Linked DNA regions of Mus musculus: region 2 is linked to region 1. Evidence: chromatin contacts called from public Hi-C data. All regions are on one chromosome and are shown on one strand. The core of a region is the stretch at or near the end of the contact, and the rest is flanking DNA. Distances in the headings are between cores, read along the strand shown. Region 1 has its middle 5.7 kb from the start of Banf2os. Region 2 overlaps Mgme1 (mitochondrial genome maintenance exonuclease 1).

Region 1 (5,449 bases), core at 232-2,731:
ATGACTTGACACAATTATCTAATTGTGATTAGATGTCACCAGCGGTCTTTTATAATGTCCTTTATGGCAAAACAAGATCCCATTTCTCCACTGTATTCTGTTGTCCTCTCTCTATTCTTCCAGGTCTTGCATGTCATTGATTGACATTGGTGACATGTGCAGACAATGATCTTGCATCAAGTCCCTTAGTTAGGGTCTGACTGACATTTCTTCATGAGTAGCCTCAGACTGTACACCTTCTGACGATCCTCAGAAAATAATGTCCCTTTCTCTTATCAGCAGGGACAGGAATCGGTTTCTCAGTCTGAAAGAATAAATTCTGATAGTAATATTCCAGGTAAGAAGAAAAAAAAAAAATCTAGACGCATCCAAGGAGCCTGGTTTAGCTCCCAGGAACCACTGCTATTAGCTCTTTCTTTTCACAAACAGGGGGAAGGGTTGAAGGCGGAGGACTTGAAGCAGAGGGGGAGCTACAGAGAGAATAATGGCTAACACTGGGGCCCAGAATGAGCAGAGGCCGGGAAAAGCGCTGAAGGCGACGGAGCGGGCTTTTAAATCGCTTACTTAAAAAACTCTCATTTGTTTCTCTGACACTTAAAAAAAAAAAAAAAAAAAAGGTGCCCACTGTGGAAAAAAAAAAAAACCCAAGGAACAAAGAAGAAAATAGCAAAGCCCTAGTCGATGCAGCCCTGATAATCTTGCAGGCACATGCCTTGCCAGCCGCCAGAAAAGCTCTTTCCAAACTGCTCTGGAAGTAGGAAACTAGCAGAGAAAGCCCCAGCTTCCCTGGGGGACGGTGAGGTCACACTAGCAGAAGCCAGCCCCGAGGACAGCTTTTTTTGTCTTCCTCCTTCACTCTGACGGGGCTGTGTCTGTAGGCCGGGAGGGACAAGCAGCCGGGCACCTTGGAGAATTCAGATCTGCTGCTGTCATATTTGTGGGGCTCTCAGACTGCCTCCATATGTGTGGAGCTAAGAGAGGAGTTCCCTGATTTTTAAAGATAAAAAGGAAGGAGAGTGGGATGCAAACCCTGCCTGTACTTCTTGCTTAGACAGGGGCAACATGCAGGCTAGAGCCAGGTCAGGAAGAACCTTCCCTGAGGACAGAGCTGGGGTCAGGGCGCGCGGGGTGGGCGTGGGAACAGGAGGGGCCCAGGAACAGGTTCTGTCAAATCACTGTCCTCAAGGGTCTGTGCAGCCCTAGGGACAGACCTGGGGACATCCTTGAGCCTGTGGGTTGATATAGGCAGCTGTAGCAAGTATAAGAGGGGGACCAGGTACCCATAGTGAGTCTGTCTGACTTTTGGGGTCCAGATTACCCTATGGTGGGGGGCTCCAGGGCACGGTGGGGAGGGGCTGAGAAACAGCTCTCGGGAACTGGGTCTGAAGGGCTGGGAAATGGTGGTACCTTCCAGCATGCTCACGGTAGATTTAACTGTGCACATACTGTGTGGTGTCTTTAAAACAGCCCAGGCGAACCTTCAACCAGAGGATTATCTCTGGGGGGGACAAAGGAGGAAAGAGAGGGCAAGGTAAGCGAGACAGCATGCAGCCTGTGACTCAGCCACTAGGAGGTGACCTCTGACCCTGCCTCTGTGTGCTCATGGCTTTGTATATCTCTGTGGTATGTGTGTGTGTGTGTGTGTGTGTGTGTGTGTGTGTGTATGTGTGTGTGTATGTGTGAGTGTGTATGTATGTGTGTATGTGTGTGTGTATGTGTGTGTGTGTGTATGTGTGTGTGTGTGTGTGTATGTGTGTGTGTGTATATGTGTGAGTGTGTATGTATGTGTGTGTGTATGTGTGTGTGTGCTCATTGGGTCTTTTAGAGTATGGGACAACAGGACAGTGAGGAATGGCCCATGATGGATTTGTATGCTCCTTAATAAGACTATTATTATTTTGGCTTTTTGGGACATGGTTTCACTGTGTAGCTCTGGCTGTCCTGGAGCTCACTGTGTTGAGCAGGCTGGCCTCGAACTCACAGAGATCCTTCCTTCTGCCTCTGTGTGCACTACCATGCCTGGCCAAGGCTATCTTATTTTATTTTTTTAAATTGTGGTAAAACATAGAACTTTAGAGTTGAGGATGTAGCTTAGTGGTAGAGCCCTTGGCTAGGACACACGAGGACCTGAATTCGATCCCAGTATCAGACAAACGAAAGCATGAAGCAATGACTTTATAGCCTTTACATTGCTGAGTGCACACGACACTGTTAATGAGGTACACCACGTGTCTAGGTTTCCAGAATGTGTCACCTTGTAAAACTGAAACTCTCCACACTGTGGAACAATTCCCCAGTTCCTCCTTGCCCAGGCCCTGGTGACCACATCCTATTTTCTGTCTCTCTATATTTGACTGTTCTAGGAACCTTGCATAAATGACATCCTGCAGTTTTATCCTTCTGTGACTGACATTTGGCATAATGTCCTGAAGTCCCATCCGTCTTATGGAGTATAACTGAATTTTCCTCTTTTTCCTTTTGTTTCCAGAGATGATTTTGCAATTTCGCCTAATCTGGTTTAGAACTCACTGTGGAGTCCAGCCTGGCTTTGAACTCATGGTCTTCCTGCCCCGGCTTCCTGAGTGCTGGGATTGCAGGTGTGGGCCGCTCTGCTTGGTTACATTTCATTCTATTTGTGGCTGAGAACTTCCCGGTGTCTATGTATTGATTGCCTTTACTGCTTCATCTGCTGGTGACTATTTAGTTTTCTTTTACCTCTTGGCCATTGTCACTGTTGCTGCAATAAACACAAACATGCAAGTATCTTTTCAAGAGTCATTTTCAGTCTTTGGATATATCCCTGTTGTTTTTGTTTGTTTGTTTGTTTGTTTGTTTGTTTTTTTGTTTTTTTTTGTTTTTTGTTTTTAGTTTGTTTGGGCAGCTACAACACAAAATCTTGGACTAGGTTTTATTTTTTAATTAGAAAAAAATTATATCTCAGTGTGGTGGTATATGCCTTTCGTCTCAGCACTCAGGTAGCAGAGAAATGCTGAGAGCTCTATGAATTCAAGGCTAGCTTAGTCTACATAACAAGTTCCAGGCCAGCCAGAAATACACAGTGAGACCTTGTCTCAAACAAATAAACAAACAAAAACCAAAAAACAGGGCTGGGCTGGAGAGATGGCTCAGTGGTTAAGAGCACTGGTTGCCCTTCCAGAGGTCCTGAGTTCAATTCCCAGCAACCACATGGTGGCTCACTACCATCTGTCATGGGATCTGATGCCCTCTTCTGGCATGCAGATATACATGCAGACTGAGTATTCATCTACACAAATAAATGTTAAAAAATCGTAAAAAACAAAAACCAACACACACACACACACACACACACACACACACACACACACACACACACAAACCCAAAAACAAAACAAAAACCCAAAGACTTATTTCTTTGTTTATGTGGATGGTGTTTTGCCTGCATGTGTTAATGTGTACCACATGAGCACCCTGGACCCATGGAGGTCAGAAGAGGGCATTGGATTCCCTGGACCTGGAGTTACAAGCATTTGTGAGCTGTCATGTGGATGCTGGGAACTGAACCTGGGTCCTCTGCAAGAGCAACAAGTGCTCTTACCCACCGTGCAGTGGCCCCGACCTCTAGATTAGGCAATTTTAAATAAGAGAACTTTATTTCCCATAGCCTGGAGGCTAGGGAATCCTGAGTCTCAGCCTCTGATGCCTCGTGAGGGCTTTCTCGGTGTCTTCTGGGAGGAGGGTCCCTGTGTCCTGCTGAGGCAGTCAGAAGGGCAAGCTGGGTAAGTATTGCTGCATGAGTTTCTTAGAAGGGCTTTGAACCTGCCCACGGGGAAACCTTCAAGACTACCCACCTCTTCCTCAAGTTGGGATTTCTCTGTGTAACATAACAGCCTTGGGTGTCCTGGAACTCTTTTTATAGACCAGGCTAGCCTCAAACTCAGCGATCCTCCTGCCTCTGTCTTTTGAGTGCTGGGACTTAAAGGCATGTGCCATCACACCCGGTTGAGTCCCCACCTTTTTTTAAAAATATTCATTTTATTTATTCACTTTACATCCCTATCTCAGCCCTCCCTCCTCTCCTCCCAATCCCACCCTCACAAACCCCTCCTTCCATTACCCCTCCCCTTCTCCTTAGAGAAGGAGAAGCCACTCATGGCTGCCACCACACCCTGGGACATCTCAGCAGGGCTGAGTGCATCCTCTCCCACTGAAGCCAGACAGGGCAGCCCAGGTACGGGAAGGGGATCTAAAGGCAGGCAACAGAGTCAGAGACAGTCCCTGTTCCAATTGGTAGGAAGACCCAGCTTCACATCTGCGGCAAATGTGTGTAGGGGGCCTGAGTCCAGCCCATGCATCTTTGGTTGGTAGTTTAGTCTCTATGAGGCTCCAGGGCCCCAGGTTTGTTGACTCTGTAAGGTCTTCTTGCCATCTCCTTGACCTCTCCAGCTCCCTCCCCCACTCTTCCACAAGACTCCCTGAGCTCTGCTGCTGAATGTTTGGCTGCGGGTTTCTGCATCTGTTTGGAATCCGTACCTCTTCGTCACACTGGCCTCACTTGAAATGTGGAGAAAATGTATTTAAACCACAGCAACCTAGAAGTGGGACTGTTAGAGTATATATAGTATTATCTTAAAAAATGTTCAGCAACTTCTATCACTGTTGTCTGGAGTGACTATAGCATTTTATTGAGACAATTTTGAGATGTATTCTGCACTCTTCCCGCCCCCAGGAGGTCCCTCCTGATATCTTAGTCAGATCATGAACCCTTCTCTCCCTGGCTTGCATCTCTACCCTGCATCCTGTTTACTTCATGGACTTGCCACCCAAATTTACTACAAGCATCAAGTTTTCATCATGGTCTCTTCTGTTGGGGACTCAAGTCAAGGCCTGCCGCTTGCTTCAGGTTATGGAGTTCCTAAGTGGCTATTCTGAGCATCTATTGCTGTGTAATGAACTGCCACACAATCTGGTAGCTTCAGATGTCCTCATTTATCACCCTGCTTCTGTAGGTTGACTGGGTTTGACTGGGTGATGGGTTTTTTGTTGCGGGGTGGGTGGGGGGCATCCAACATGGGTATAGGTAGATTGTCTGGAGATAGAGGCATCTGTAGGCTCTACTGAACTGGTTGCCCAGAACAGCCAGGAGTTCAAGGTCGACAGGCAGGACAAGAGCCTGCTAAAGGATTCTTTTGGAATAGCACGGGGTTACCTCTACCACATTCTTGTAAAAGCAGTACTTTCAGGCTCTCTCAGCAGGAGACATGGAGAGATGAATCATGTAATGGTTTGAATATGAGAGGGCACCTTAAGCTCTTGTTCCTAGATAGTGGTCACAAATTCAAGATGCGGGGCCTAGCTGGAGGAGCTGGCTGATGAGGGCAGGTCCTACGAGCATATCTTGTCCTTAACCCCCTCCTATCTGTGTGTCTCTGTGCTGACTGATTGGCCTCTGTGAGCAGCTTTGCTCCTC
Region 2 (6,103 bases), core at 1,676-4,175, 65 kb before region 1:
TATCCTGCATCTCAGATATTTACATTATGATTCATGACTGTAGCAAAATTAGTTATGAAGTAGCAACAGAATAATTTTATGTTTAGGGCTCTCCACACACGGGGAACTGTACTAAGAGTCCCTGCACTAGGGAGCCTGAGAACCATTTAGGGGGAAAGGAGGCATCCAAAAGTTAGTGATATTACTTATTCAAGTTTGGCTTTCTTGTTCTATGCCTTTAGTAGTGATCCTTGCTTCTTGAGCGTCTCACTATTTTCCTAGGCTGGACCCCACCTTTGGGGCCTTCCCACCTCAGCCTTCAGAGCACCAGGGACTGAATACATGTGGCACCGTGCCCCATGGTTTTTGTTTGTTTTTTTTTGAGACAGGGTTTTTCTATATAATAGAGCCCTGGCTGTCCTGGAACTCGCTCTATAGACCAGGCTGGCCTTGAATGCAAGGAAATCTGCCTGCCTCCCGACTGCTGGGATGAAAGACTTGTACCACCACCAGCCAACAGATTAAAACATTTTAAAGAAAATTATGCTTCTGTGTGTGGGCAGGTACCCCGAGAGGCAGAAGAGCGCCTCAGACTCCCTAAAACTGGAGTCAGACTATTGTTAGCTGCCATGTGGGTGCTGGGAAGCAACCTGTGGTCCTCCTGAAGGCAGCCACTGCTCTTTACCACCAAGCACTCTCCAGCCCTCTCCCTGTCTTTTAAAAACATGTATCTTGGGGCTGGAGAGATGATTCAGTAGTTCAATGCCTCCTGCTTTAAGAGGACTAGAGTTTGGCTCCCAGCACACGTCTGGTAGCTCATGCTGCCTGTAACTGCAGGTCCAGAGGATCTGATGTCCTCTTCTGACCTCTGCCAACTGTGCCATACACTCTCAGAGACATATATTCATCAGACAAATACAAATTAAAGAAAAAAAGTCTTTACAATGTCAATATCCCTCTCCTCAGGTCGAGGCTGTAACTGATGTGGTAGAAGTTAGCGATGCTGTGGACAAGCTGTGGCCTGTACGAAGGGAGCCCGTCTGGAGTTGTGCTTCACAGAGCTTGGAAATGCATTAGCATTTTCCAAGTCAGCCTTCAAACAGGGACTCAGCACCAGTAGCTCTCCAGGGAGCACTGAGACTGTCAGCTGTACCAGGAACTGCGCAGGCATTCAGCCTTTTGGAGTGAGCAGCTACCATGTTCTCTGGCCCTTCAGCACTGATCACTCTTAGACTACCCAGCCCTATAGTTTAAGTCAATCCAGTAAATCTTCTTTTAAAAAAGATTTATTATATACACAGCATTCTACCTGCATTTATGTCTGGAGGCTGGAAGGGGGCACCAGATCACATTACACAGATGGTTGTGAGTCACCACGTGGTTGCTGGGAATTGAATTCAGGACTTCTGGCAGAGCAGCCAGAACTCTTAACCTCTGAGCCATCTCTCCAGCCCCAGTAAATCTTTTTATATTTTCTTGGCTCACTTCCGCTAGAGAACCCTGTAGACATATCTATATCCTGGTGACTTTGTCAGGTAACTATGGTTGAGTTCACCTAGGACACCTTCTTTGGCGCATTTTTAGAGCTCAGTAAACTCCTGGGCCAGTGGTAAAATTTCAGACTTAAAGTCCAAGTGCAATGATTAGACTCAACGCATGTGCCAAGGGTTTGATTCCCAGGACTGCAGGAAATATATAAACAAATGATGATAAAGTCCAAACAATTTTCAGGTCTATGAAATCACCCTATAAATACACCTTTAAACAAAAACAAATAAAATGCTTTATTACCTTTTCTTTTAAATAAGCTCATTTTTGCTCAGAGAATACTGTAGAAGAGGCAGGAGAGAGTATTGTAGGAGCCATAGGGGTCATGAACACCACAAAAAAGCCCAGAGAATCAACTAACCAGGCAGGACTCATAGGGGCTCAGTGAGACAGAACCGGCAGTCAGGCAGCGTGAACCGGTTTGACCTAAGTCCCTGCATCTGTGTTAGGACTGGGTAACTTGGTCCTCTTGTGGGACCCCTAACAGTGGGAGCAGGGGCTGTCTCTGACTCTTTTGCCTGCTTTTGGGACCCCTTTCCTCCTACTGGCTTGCTTCATATGAGGGAGGTGCCTAGTCTTATTGCAACTTGATATAACATGTTAGGTTGATATCCCCGGGAGGCCTGCCCTTTTCTGAAGGGGAACTGGGGAGGAGTGAACCAGGGGGAGAGAAGAGGTGAGAGGCTGGGGGAGGAACTGGGAGGAGAGGAGGGATGGGAAACTGGTTAGGGTGTAACATGTGAGAAAATAAATAAAGATGAGAGAAGTCAGAAAAAAAAGCTCACTATTCATGTGGATGTATGTCTGTGCACGAGTCCTCAAAAGGCCAGAAGAGGTGCTGGGTCCCCCGGAACTGACCTCATAGACAATGTGAGCTGCCAGACATGGGTACTGGGAACAGAACTCTGGTCCACTGAAAGACTAGGAATCAGTTAAATATCTTTTATTTTTTTTTAAGACTAATGAAAACTAAATGTGATTGTGTAACTTATAATTTTAATGCTACTAGATTTACTTTATAAAACAGAAAACCGTCTCCCAAGAACAGCCAATGATTTTTTTTTTGTTGTTACTTATCAAACACAGAAAAAAAGTTTTACCATTGTTCCTCTTTGTTAACAAGTTCCACAACAGTATTTTTTGTAGTCCATGGCCTGCTGACACCAGAAATAGATACCCAAACCCTAGCGACGGTGACTTCCACACTCAGGCTTCCTGCTGCTGGGGCTTCTCTGGTAAGGAAAAGGACCTAGCCAATGATGTATTGCCTGCCCCAGCTCTCTAGGCAGCCAGGCTTCCTTAGGCTGAAATAAGTTTTTCCTAATGACACAGAGTGTATAAAACACCTTCTAGGAAACTGTGGTGGCGATGCCTACGTGCTTGCTTGCTCACTCTCTCTCTCTCTGTATACCCTGAGGGTGCAGGGCCCCTCCCATCCCTGAGAACTCTAGGGACATGTGTGGCACATGATGCTTCATTTGGCCTTCTGATCTCAATTCAAAGACTGGGCATCCTGCCAGGGACACAGAGGTTTGCAAGGGAGCCCAGAAGTCCCTGGGCAGCTGCCAATCCCAGTGTCCTCCTCTCAGGTGAGAAACAGCCAGAGGTCGTGCAGCTGGTGAGTCAGGCGCTGACCTCCAGACTCTCTGGCTTCTCGGTGGGTACATCCCAACCCACCACACCTTCAGCTTGTGTTAATGTAGCCCTCAGTTCCCCGCATTCCTCTTTAGAAACTCAGTGGACAGCAGTGCATCTCCCAAACAGAGATCGCCGCGCAGCATCGCCAAGCAATCCCGGGCCTCTACGCTGGCTCTGGAGCGCTCAGGTTCTTTTGCTTTTCTGTATATTCTTCTAGTCGGAGAAGCCACTTGGCCCAATACTTGGAACAGAGCTCTTCATCCATGAAGTGAGGGTGCGCAGGGGACCCATCCTTATAGGCCACCACAATTAATCCACACTGAACCTACAGAGAAACACAGTGCAGCTTCAGCACTTCCTCTCGTGCCAGGGCAAATTAGCCAGTGCTAAGCATGCTATAGGAGTATCTCCAAACCCACTGCTAAGATGGGCCGGTTAAAGACTGCACCAGGACACAGGAGAGCACAAAGATGGCCGACAGACCCTGAAGAATGGACCGTGCTCACGAAGCAGCAAAGCAAGGCAAAAACCCAAACCAACCAAACAGCAGCAGTAGCCCAGGAGGGGAGGAGAGTGCGCTGTAGTTAGAGAACGCTGAACAGCAGTAAGCAGTGCTTTAAGTACGAGTAAAACCCAAACCACCACAACCAGCTTATCACGCAGGAGCTCATGTTCTGACCTGAAAACTGTAGTGGGCATCATGGTTTACGGCACCCATGTACGCCACAACTTGCAGCGGGTTGTCATATGTATTTCGAATTAAAGGTTTTGGTTTTTCTGATGTCTTCCAATCAATCACACACAGCTTGCCCCTAAGGAGAATCCAGAGGAATTCTTTGTAAGTAGCAGTTCAAACTGAAAACTCAGGCCACCAAGATGGCTCAATGGGTAAAGGCGCCCTGCTGGCAAGCCCACAGACCCAAGCACAGTGCCTGGGACTCAAACGGTAGGAGAGCAAACTCCCGAGGTTGTGCTCCAATCTCGACTTGCAAACTGTGGTGTGAGAACCTACACATATGTACATGTACACACACAAACACACACACACACACACACACACACACACACACACACACTCACACACTCCAAATAAACACATAAACAAACAAACAAGGGGCTGGTGAGATGGCTCAGTGGGTAAGAGCACCCGACTGCTCTTCTGAAGGTCCGGAGTTCAAATCCCAGCAACCACATGGTGGCTCACAACCATCCGTAACGAGATCTGATTCCTTCTTCTGGAGTGTCTGAAGACAGCTACAGTGTACTTACATATAACCTATAAATAAATCTAAAAAAAACAAAACAAACAAACAAATAAATAAATAGGTAGATTATGCATGTATGTAATTTAAAATCCTATAAAACAGAAAAACTACTAAGTTAATTCCTGTGTTAAGTTCTTTGGTTTTGGTTCCTCGAAGACTGTTGCTTTTATCCTCTACTTTCCAAAGCAGGCTTTACTTCTTAGGATTAGAAAAGCATGACAGGCGTGGTCTTCATGCCTATAATTCTAACAGCTATGATGTTGAGGCAGGAGAATAACCATGAGCTCAAAGCCAGCCTGTGCTACAGAGTGACTTCTTGCCTTCAGAGAAAAGCCAGGATAGATGGGACTGGGCATGGCTCAGCAACAGAGAATCCTATTACACAGGAAGCTATTCAGGAGGAGTAGGAAGCACATTTTTGGTTAAAATAATAATTCTCTTTATTCCTTGTGACTCCTTTAACCACTAACAGCAACTGATATTACACCTCACATGTTTTTGGTTAATTTTTTGGAAGCAGAATGTATCAGTAGTAAAGAACTCATTATAGATTGATACATGTTATGGCACTTCACCATAAAAGCTGAGTTCAATCAGTAGGAACCTGTGATATGCAAACATAGAAGTAAGAAAACCTGGACCCTTGCCTAAAAGTTCCTATATAGACAGATACTTCCTCACTCGATCCATTCTGGTGTGATACTATACCTACTAACTATACATATTTAGAAGATCAGAATGTGGGGCCAGGTTTGGTGGTGCAAGCCTTTAACCCAGACACTCGAAGAGGCAGAAGCTAGCATATCTCCATAACTTTGAGGTTAGCCTGATACACATGTTGAGTTCTAGGCTAGTCCAGGCTACGTAGTGAGACCCCATTAAAAAAAAAAAAAAAAAACCAACTAATAAATAAATAAATAATTAGAAACAAAGAGGGCAGTTCTGTTACTTGGAACAACATGGATTAATAAAAGAGTATGCTAAGTAAACAAAGTCAGGGTCAGAAATGACGTCAGATCCATGGGCATCCATAAAAGTTAAGTTCAGAAGCTGGGCATGTGGGCGCACGCCTTTAGTCCCAGCACTTGGGAGGCAGAGGCAGGTGGATCTCTGGAAATTCTAGGCTAGACTGGTCTATGTAGTGAGTTCCAGGACAGCCAGAGCTACACAGTGCGACTGTTGTCTCTAAAACCTTACTACGTAGGCAGAGGTTCAACCGTCACCCAGATTCCACACTCTTTCCCTCGTATCCTGGTATTGCTCTCATGGTGTATTTGGAATGGAGTATCTGCAGATGACAGCAACTCTTGGAATCTGCAATGACTAGGAAAAACAGTAACAGCAGCAACTTAGAAGCGATAGGAAGTTTTAGCTGGTTCAGAGTCCTTATCATATCAGCCACTGCCTGGAAGCCAGGAAGAGAGTTGATGTTCAGGGCCAACAGATCACTGTACAATCTTTGGGAAAACAGGAAAAAAAGCATGGGGGAGGGGGAGAAGAAAGCCAGAAGAACACAACAGTGGTTAAAGAGGAAATAGAGAAGAGCGTTCAGGAGCCACATTGGGGCCTGGGACAGGCTGGAGGATAAGCCATACCCCTGACCAGTTTGATTTTCCTATTGGCACAGAGGAGGTGGCTTTCCTCGGTATGCCTCATGCCTCTCCTACCTCCTG

The links. A called contact is a pair of places that touch in the nucleus more often than the background predicts.
Region 2: a contact with region 1 is called in a Hi-C map of CD8 T cells, with 2.2 times the contacts expected there. The contact joins two enhancer-like sites. A contact is called at or near these places in 1 of 15 datasets of contacts at CTCF or cohesin (large pre-B cells), 24 of 484 Hi-C or Micro-C datasets (B cells, the Ba/F3 cell line, CD4 T cells and 14 more), 8 of 115 datasets of contacts at active chromatin or transcription factors (the 230-238 cell line, CD8 T cells, the HPC-7 cell line and 3 more) and 4 of 9 other capture datasets (adipose tissue, bone marrow-derived macrophages, liver and 1 more).

What each region holds. Positions count from the first base shown.
Region 1 is chr2:144,210,808-144,216,256 of GRCm38.p6, reverse strand. No RefSeq gene overlaps it. Among named protein-coding and RNA genes, the nearest start is that of Banf2os, 5.7 kb to the right of the region's middle. Within about 2 kb of position 1,481, at least 146 of the 459 cell types and tissues checked have an H3K27ac peak or open chromatin away from gene starts, as enhancers often do. A contact at or near this core is called in bone marrow-derived macrophages, where this site is marked.
Region 2 is chr2:144,276,868-144,282,970 of GRCm38.p6, reverse strand. Mgme1 (mitochondrial genome maintenance exonuclease 1) reads right to left here. Exons shown (of 5, transcript NM_028984.5): 4 at 3,845-3,977; 5 at 1,744-3,490. The coding sequence ends at 3,329. Among named protein-coding and RNA genes, the nearest start is that of Mgme1, 9.0 kb to the right of the region's middle. Within about 2 kb of position 2,925, at least 47 of the 459 cell types and tissues checked have an H3K27ac peak or open chromatin away from gene starts, as enhancers often do. A contact at or near this core is called in bone marrow-derived macrophages, where this site is marked.